2 separate regions of the Mus musculus genome follow, and region 2 is linked to region 1. The links are chromatin contacts, called in public promoter capture Hi-C maps. All regions are on one chromosome and are shown on one strand. The core of a region is the stretch at or near the end of the contact, and the rest is flanking DNA. Distances in the headings are between cores, read along the strand shown. Region 1 overlaps Top1 (topoisomerase (DNA) I). Region 2 overlaps Zhx3 (zinc fingers and homeoboxes 3).

Region 1 (4,265 bases), core at 643-3,142:
GTTGCACAAACCACTGGTTAACTAGTAGCATTGAATTCTGGTGGTTATTTCTCATTTCATTCTTTTAGAAAATGACAATTATAACCTATACAATTCTTAAAAAAGTGTGATTTATGATAATTGCAGTTTGAAAGATAGTTTTTTTAGTGCTCAGATTTTTTTCTTCATTTTACACTTAAATTTTAGCCCAAATTCTGAATTCACACAAAATTGATAAGTTTTTAATCTGACTGTTCTCATGAAAATATGGTCTCATTTGTTGCCTTGTTTTAATTTTTTTCTTCTTCTATCTCTACTCTAAGGATGGAGTAGAGAAACTTGGGTCTCTGGGTATTCTGTGACTGACCTACCTACCTACCTACCTACCTACCTACCTTCCTTCCCTCCTTCCCTTCTTACCTCCCTCTCTCCCTCCCTCCCTCCTCCTCCTCCTCCTCCTCCTTCTCTCCCTTTCTCTCTCTGTCTCTCTCTCTCTCTCTCTCTCTCTCTTACTCTTTTATTTGTTACTATATTTAAGTACACTGTAGCTGTCTTCAGACCTGAAGAGGATGTCAGATCTTATTACAGATGGTTGCAAGTTACCATGTGGTTGCTGGGCTCTTAACAGCTGAGCCATCTCTCTAGCCCTGTGACTTTCTTATGAGTTGAGTTTCTAAGTTATGTAGACTGATGTTCATTCCATCTACAAAATTGGGGGCTTCTGGTTTAGAGTGTCATTGAGATTATATGTGGTCTATGTTTCTTCACTCATCTCTTTCTGAACAACTCTGTTCCCTTTCTTGCACAGCTTGCTCTGAGAGCAGGCAATGAGAAGGAAGAAGGAGAGACGGCAGACACTGTGGGCTGCTGTTCACTTAGAGTGGAACACATCAATTTACACCCAGAATTGGATGGTCAGGAGTATGTGGTGGAATTTGACTTTCCTGGGAAGGACTCAATCAGATACTATAACAAAGTCCCAGTTGAGAAACGAGTAAGTTCATGTGGCCTGTGCTTCTTTCTCTAGCTTGCTCTTTTTACATGTTTGTTTATTCAGCAAATATTTTTTGAGGGCTTTTGCATGTTCTGCATTTTGATGAGCTCTAGTAAAATTGATCTCAAAGAAAGAAAAGAGATAATATTTGGTATATGGTGTGCCTCATTTCATGCCTGCCCTGCAACCTCTGCTACATTGCTGGGAACCTGTGGCCATCTCTGGAAGCAGTTTATAACAGAGTCTGCAGAGAGTTAGCCTTTATAGCAAACTCAATGTTAAGATTGAACACAGCCGCTTTAGTGATTTAAGCATCACAGCATCTGCTGATCACTTGTTATCTTGTGGTTTTTCTTAGCCCCAGTCCAAGCCCCAACTGAATAAAATGGTAATCTTTCAGTTCTCAGTCTCTGAGCTCATCTCTGTAGACCCATGAGATAGACATAGGTACCTACTACTTTCGCCCATTCGATAACAGTGGGTGCCAGTTCAATCGAGTAACTAGGGTAAGCATAGGTTGGCTATAAGGGAGTGTTTTTGTTCTTAGGAAGTAGATGCCAGGATGTTTGATGCTAACAAACATCCTATTTGAGTTACAATATATACCACAAATGGCTGAGAACTGATACTTAGGTATTTATGTAAATTTACACATGCAGAACAAGAATTTGGGTATAATATATATAGGTTGTCTTTCTACCTTTTCTCTTTTTTGAAAGTTATTGTGAGTTTGAAATTATTTCTAAAAAATTTTAAAATAATAATTGGACTTGTTTTAGGTTTTTAAAAACTTACAACTGTTTATGGAGAACAAGCAGCCTGAGGACGATCTTTTTGATCGACTTAATGTGAGTAAACACAGGACACTAGGCTAAAGTCCAAGGCAATCTCAAGCTCCTGGGGTCAAGAGTTGTCAAAGGGTATTTGGACTGTCCATTCAGTCTAGATTGTCCAGTGACATTCTACATATCCCTCCTCCCTTGGGGCACTCAGTCATCTGTAACCAGCAGCAGACCCTCCCTCCTCCCACCCTGTGGGTGGTGCTGTGGATTCCTACCAAAGCTGCAAGGCAGAGGGAGCTGAGCTTTCCATGGATCTTCCCTCTTCCTTTCATCCTTTCATGCTTTCATGAGACGCCCAGCTGCCTTTGCTACAGACCTAAGGCTTTCACTTGCTTTCTTTACTGGGAGAGATATTTATAAGAAAGAAAAAATTTGTTGTCTTGAACTTAAGATTAAAGTACTTTATAGAAAGGCACTATGCAATCCTTCCTGTATTCTGGAATTATTTTCCCTCTTTGCTAACTTCCTCTGTGAAGGACAGGACAGTAACTGGCAGGATGGTGGCAGCACTGGCACAAGGACTCCTAGTATTCACTGTAAGGGAAAGGGTGATTTGGTGTTTACCTCAGTTCCAATATCCTCTTTGTTGTCGTGTTTAATGCAGACTGGTATTCTAAATAAACATCTTCAGGATCTCATGGAGGGCTTGACTGCCAAGGTGTTCCGTACCTACAATGCCTCCATCACACTACAGCAGCAGCTTAAAGAGCTCACAGCCCGTAAGTAATACTCTGTATGGTTGTCCTTGGGATGGTGCCAGTTTCCTTCTCTTCATTCTTTCCCGCCAACCTCTTGAAGAGGCTTTGCTGTCTAAGCAAAACCAAGGCCTTTCTTCCCACTGCTGCTGCAAACTCTAGATTAATCTCATAGAATACTAACAAGAGCTTTGCATCTGGTCTAAAAATTTTTATGTTTTATCTGTGTTACTTACAAGCTCAGAGGGTATAGGCAGTGGTGTTAAATTGGGGAGAATAGAGTTGTCATGGTTACCAGAAAAATGTAGTAGTAAATCTTTTTCTTTTTTTCTTTTTGGTCTTCATAATAGTATGTAATAATTACCTCTGGGACCTTAGAACTTCTTTTCCTCTCCATTTAAAACAAACTCTCACACTGTAGCTAAAGGCTGGGCACATTCATCATGTGATCCAAGCTAGTGAACCTTCTGCTTCAGCCTACCCACAGCTGAGGCTGTAGGCAACCCTTCTGCTCCTGCCACTTGAATTTCCACTGCCTTCTATAAATGTATCAAATGCTCTTAGACGAGCCAGAGATGGTATGCTGGAGATCAGTAATTAGGATTGGTTTAAACAGTGGCTAAAAAGCCTGGATGTGTTGGTGGCAGCCCAGCACTTGGAAGCAGAGGCAAACAAATCTCTTGAGTTTGAAGCTAGCCTGGTCTATAGAGCAAGTTCAAGGACCCTGTCTTAAAAGAACACCCCATCCCCACTCCTACCCCTCCACAAAAAAGAAAGAAAGTCAGATCCCTAGAACTAGAGTAATAGATGAAACCAAACCCAGGTTCTCTGCATGAGCAGCAAGTATTTTTTAACCACTGAGCCTTCTCTGCAGCCCCTGCAGTATAGCTTAGGATCCCTTCATCTCATTCTCCTGTAGTCATTTCTTCTAGCACAGCTGCAGCATTTGCTACATCTGCCTAGTAAGTGGGAGACAGGGAATAAGAAAAGCAGTATAAAGGTCTGGGGGCTTTGGGTTTTTGTTTTTTGTTTTGGTTTGTTTGTTTGTTTAAAGATTTACTTGTTTTATGTGAGTACACTGTCACTGTCTTCAGACATACCAGAAGAGGATATTGGATTCCATTACAGATGACTATGAACCACTGTGTGGTTGCTGGGAATTGCACTCACAACCATCTGGAAAGCAGTCAGTGCTCTTAACAGCTGAGCCATCTCTCCAGGCCCAACTCTTGAAGTTTTTAAGAAACAAAACCAAAAATATAGATTTCCCTGTAATGTAGACAAGCTGGGCAGTAGTTATAGCTATTCAGGAACTTAGCAGTTTAGAGACCACCTGGACTTCATAATGAGACCTGGACACAAAATCCAGTAAGGGTAAAGAAAAATATAAAAGAGAGGCTCAGAATTCCTCCTGTGACAGAAACTCATTCAGGTTTATGTAGAAATTTACTGCCTTTGACTCAAATGTTGACCTTGAAACTTGGTTATGATAAACTGAAGGTTTGTAAAAACATCTAGAATGCATTTCATGTGTATATTCTTGGTATACAAACTGACCCAGTTACTATTATATTTCTTTGTAGCTGATGAGAATGTACCAGCGAAGATTCTATCTTATAACCGTGCCAATCGAGCTGTTGCAATTCTTTGTAACCACCAGAGGGCGCCACCAAAGACCTTTGAGAAGTCAATGATGAACTTGCAGTCTAAGGTATGGTGGGTCCAAAGGTAGGGTAGCAAAGGGAGTCCATGTCT
Region 2 (4,001 bases), core at 406-2,905, 82 kb after region 1:
AGTCACCCCTTAGAGCATGGAACCATGCAACACACTTTCCCATATTCTGCCATGTCTTTAAGGAGTAATAAGAGAAAGGCCTGGAGCATATTAATCCGCTACTAGGACAGTATATACCTAATGGTCAAACAACACAAAGACCATGCTCTAGTTCCACAGCAGTGAGCCAGTCAGGGTCAAGTCAGGCTGCAAGCACAGAGTGTGGCTGGGACAGCAATTTCTCTGACTCCCTTCTTAGTTCCCTTGCCCGGCACAACCGACAGCCTCATCCCAGACCCACCCCTACTTCTGCTGCACTGTACACTGCCTCAAACTCTCAAGCACAGTGTTCCTCCTCAACAAGATTTATCTGAGCAAAATCTGTTAAGTTTTATCACTCTGCCTCTATCACATTATACTATGGAATACAAGCGAAGTTTGGTGGCCAAGCTGGTACATGTGATTAGAATTTTGAGAACAAAACCCTAGACCTATAAACCAAATACCATCCTCTGCCTAAATGACCTGTTTTGTTCTTCCTCAAAGCCATCTTTGCCCACTATTTTATATTGATAAACTGTCTCCTAGCCCCCAAGATAGGAGAAGGGATAGCTATTACTCTCTTTTCAGTTTGGAGTTACCTATTTCTTTCTTTTTCTTTTTCTTTTCTTTTCTTTTTTTTAGGTATTTTCTTCATTTACATTTCCAGTGCTATCACAAAAGTCCCCCATACCCTCCCCACCCCATTCCCCTACCCACCCACTCCCACTTCTTGGCCCTGGCGTTCCCCTGTACTGGGGCATATAAAGTTTGCACAACCAATGGGCCTCTCTTTCCACTGATGGCCAACTAGGCCATCTTCTGCTACATATGCAGCTAGAGACACGAGCTTGGGGGGGGGGGGTACTGGTTAGTTCATATTGTTGTTCCACCTATAGGGTTGCAGATCCCTTTAGCTCCTTGGTTACTTTCTCTAGCTCCTCTATTGGGGGCCCTGTAATCCATCCAATAGCTGACTATGAGCATCCACTTCTGTGTTTGCTAGGCCCCGGCATAGTCTCACAAGAGACAGCTATATCTGGGTCCTTTCAGCAAAATCTTGCTAGTGTATGCAATGGTGTCAGCGTTTGGAGGCTGATTATGGGATAGATCCCTGGATATGGCAGTCTCTAGATGGTCCATCCTTTTGTCTCAGCTCCAAACTTTGTCTCTGTAACTCCTTCCATGGGTGTTTTGTTCCCAATTCTAAGAAGGGGCAAAGTGTCCACACTTTGGTCTTTGTTCTTCTTGAGTTTCATGTGTTTACAAATTGTATCTTATATCTTGGGTATTCTAAGTGTCTGGGCTAATATCCACTTATCAGTGAGTACATATCATGTGAGTTCTTTTGTGATTGGGTTACCTCACTCAGGATGATACCCTCCAGGTCCATTTCAAACTGAAGAACACCAAGCAAAAGGGTTTAGCTAGGGAAATGGCTTGTTGAGCACTCGGGAGGATGTTGAGTGTACAGCCTCCTGAGAGAAAAGAGAAACCTGACCGAGTACTGTAAAAGTAGGTCACTGCTTCAATAGCTGGCAGCATGCCCCATCTTGTTTCTGACTTCAGTGTCACAAGAAAGGAACTGCCCAGTCTTAGAATAGGTGCTCCACCACCAGCTGGCTACCTCAGCCTGGCCTTCCAGCTGGCATTCTAGAAGCAGCACACAGGCCAGGGCACTGTGGAGTTCACCAAGCCTTTGTCATTGCTGACATGAAAGAGAGATGGTGAGGTTTTTCTATTTTGTTTTGGACAAGCTGGGAGAGAGTTCAAGGCTGTCCTGTGAGTATTTCCTCAAACTTATTAGCAGGGTTCAGTGAGATCACTGCTGTATGTGCAGGCAGCCTTGGCTGCTAAGGCATCAAAATTCTGGCTCTGTTGGGGAAATAAAAAAGCTGTGTTTTTCCCAAAAGGGGGGAGGATAAGAATTACTGATGGAGAATATCAAATGCCAGTAGACTAGAAATAATGAAGTTTTTTTGGTGTAAACTTACATAATGCTATTAACCTTTGTTCACTGTGAAAAAGAAATGACAAAAAAAAAAAACCTCTGTAACTTTGTTGATTTAACCTAAGTTTATATTTAATCAATCAAAGTGAATGCAAGTGAAGTCAAGTATGCCTATAATCCCAACTCTTAGAAGACTGAAGCAGGAGGATTGTCACAAGTTTAAAGACTAAGAGTGAAATCTTGTCTCATAATTAAAAAATAAAGGCAAGACTTGAAAAACATCAAAAAGTAAGTCATTATTTTGCAAAGTTGTGCTCAGCCAGACTGACTATGCCTTGTAAGGTAGAGACCTCACGTTCCTAGGCTCCTTTTTATGGTTAGAGCTACTGATATATTAAAAATGGAAAGTTATATATCTACCAAATACCATATGATTCCAAGCTGCAAGTAAGAAACCCAATTTAAGATGGCTCACAATAAAGGAGTGTTCTGACATGTGAAACAAAGTTCAGTGCAGGGTGGCTTCAGTTTGACTTAGGTATTCTACTTTGTTAGTCTATCCTAAGGGTACCTTCCCTAATCAAGGGTAACAAACAACAATCCCAAGCTTCCAATCCCCCCAAATATAGGTCAGAAGGAAGGCTGACTTTGGGGGTAGGGCTGTTACAAGACTGAGGACTGTTTTTGGTTTTGTTGTTGTTGTTCTTTTGTTTGTTGTTTTTTTTCCTCCCAAGCTCCTTACAAACTTTCTGGGTCATAGCCAGCCCTGAACTCTCCACTGGCACTATGGCCACTGGATTCATCCTGGGTTAACATGTGGAGTTACATGGCTTAGTTAAGTAACCAAGACCCAAGGTTAGAGCTCAGAAGGAAGTCCTTTTTGTATGAGAATGAAAACAAACATGATTTGCTAATACAGAGAGGGAGGAGGGAGGGAGGAGGAGGGACATGGTGAAAGTACAGAGTTGTCTCTTTATCTGATACATAATTTGACCCTCAGAGTGCTAATATTAAGAGAAATGTACTTTGAGTGGTACTGTTTCATTACTTAATAACCATAAATACGTAATGCCTGTCCAGAGGCAATTCCTCCTGGAGGACACTCAGGTAGAAGCATGCCTTGGAGCTCTGCATAAGGAAACCAGGCAAAGGTACAGTGAAATGCATGCAAGGGCTATGCTTATATTGCTCTCCAGAAGGCAAGGCACAGACAGCAAGTTATTATTATCTGGTGTTGTTTTAGTAGCTGGATCAGATGATGTGGTCAGATCCTTCCTTTCAAATGATCTTAGGAATGGTAAGGTAAGGACTGACTTAAGAACAAGATTTCAGAAAATGAGCTCAAACATGACCTCTAAATTGTTTCAAACTATTGTTATTTCAGACAATTCTCTCCATGTGTACTTGTGTGAGTGTGTGTGTGTGTGTGTGTGTGTGTGTGTGTGTGTGTGTGTGTGTGTGTGTATGTGTGTGTGATATAGACTTTTTTTTAATAAAAAAGATTGAGGGCTACTGGATATTTAGCTCAGGTAGATACAGGAAGAATTCAAAGCTAACAGAGTGCCTGTCTTCAAACAGTACAGCCACTGCCATCACCATTAACAAACAAACAAAATCACTGTAAGCCCTCACCAACTTTCTTGCATTTGTTTTGAGCCTTTCAATAATACCATGATTTAAATATCAACAGAACTTACAATTGACAATATAGTCAAAAACCATTTTCATATATACTCTTAGGGAAAGGGCTATAACATTCAAATCCTATCTAATATTTGTTCAGAGAATTTAAAAGTCAATTACATAGTGGGATAATAAATCTTCAAAAGCTAAGTAACTTGACTTAAGTCATACAAATAAGACACAACATCTGGGAATCAAAGCCAGGTATTTCAGATTCCAATGCTTATATATTTAAATCACAGCACAGTACTTCTGGCTGGCAAGAAGAAAAACACAAAAATCCTATAAGAATGAATACTACAAGAAAACATACTTCAGTGCAGAGCTAAGTCCTGAGATAATAGTGTCT

The links. Capture Hi-C pulls out chosen DNA fragments and counts their contacts.
Region 2: a contact with region 1 is called in a promoter capture Hi-C map of liver. The contact joins two enhancer-like sites. A contact is called at or near these places in 4 of 39 promoter capture datasets (the C10 cell line, the HPC-7 cell line, pre-B cells and 1 more), 3 of 15 datasets of contacts at CTCF or cohesin (CD8 T cells, large pre-B cells and pro-B cells), 33 of 484 Hi-C or Micro-C datasets (B cells, CD4 T cells, CD8 T cells and 18 more), 5 of 115 datasets of contacts at active chromatin or transcription factors (CD4 single positive thymocytes, CD8 T cells, embryonic stem cells and 2 more) and 2 of 9 other capture datasets (adipose tissue and liver).

Annotation. Positions count from the first base shown.
Region 1 is chr2:160,713,294-160,717,558 of GRCm38.p6, forward strand. It overlaps Top1 (topoisomerase (DNA) I), which reads left to right. Exons shown (of 21, transcript NM_009408.2): 15 at 788-973; 16 at 1,753-1,821; 17 at 2,420-2,534; 18 at 4,094-4,221. Among named protein-coding and RNA genes, the nearest start is that of Gm52567, 15 kb to the right of the region's middle. Within about 2 kb of position 1,893, at least 15 of the 459 cell types and tissues checked have an H3K27ac peak or open chromatin away from gene starts, as enhancers often do. A contact at or near this core is called in liver, where this site is marked.
Region 2 is chr2:160,795,561-160,799,561 of GRCm38.p6, forward strand. The region is part of intron 2 of Zhx3 (zinc fingers and homeoboxes 3); the gene reads right to left. Among named protein-coding and RNA genes, the nearest start is that of Plcg1, 66 kb to the left of the region's middle. Within about 2 kb of position 1,656, at least 57 of the 459 cell types and tissues checked have an H3K27ac peak or open chromatin away from gene starts, as enhancers often do. A contact at or near this core is called in liver, where this site is marked.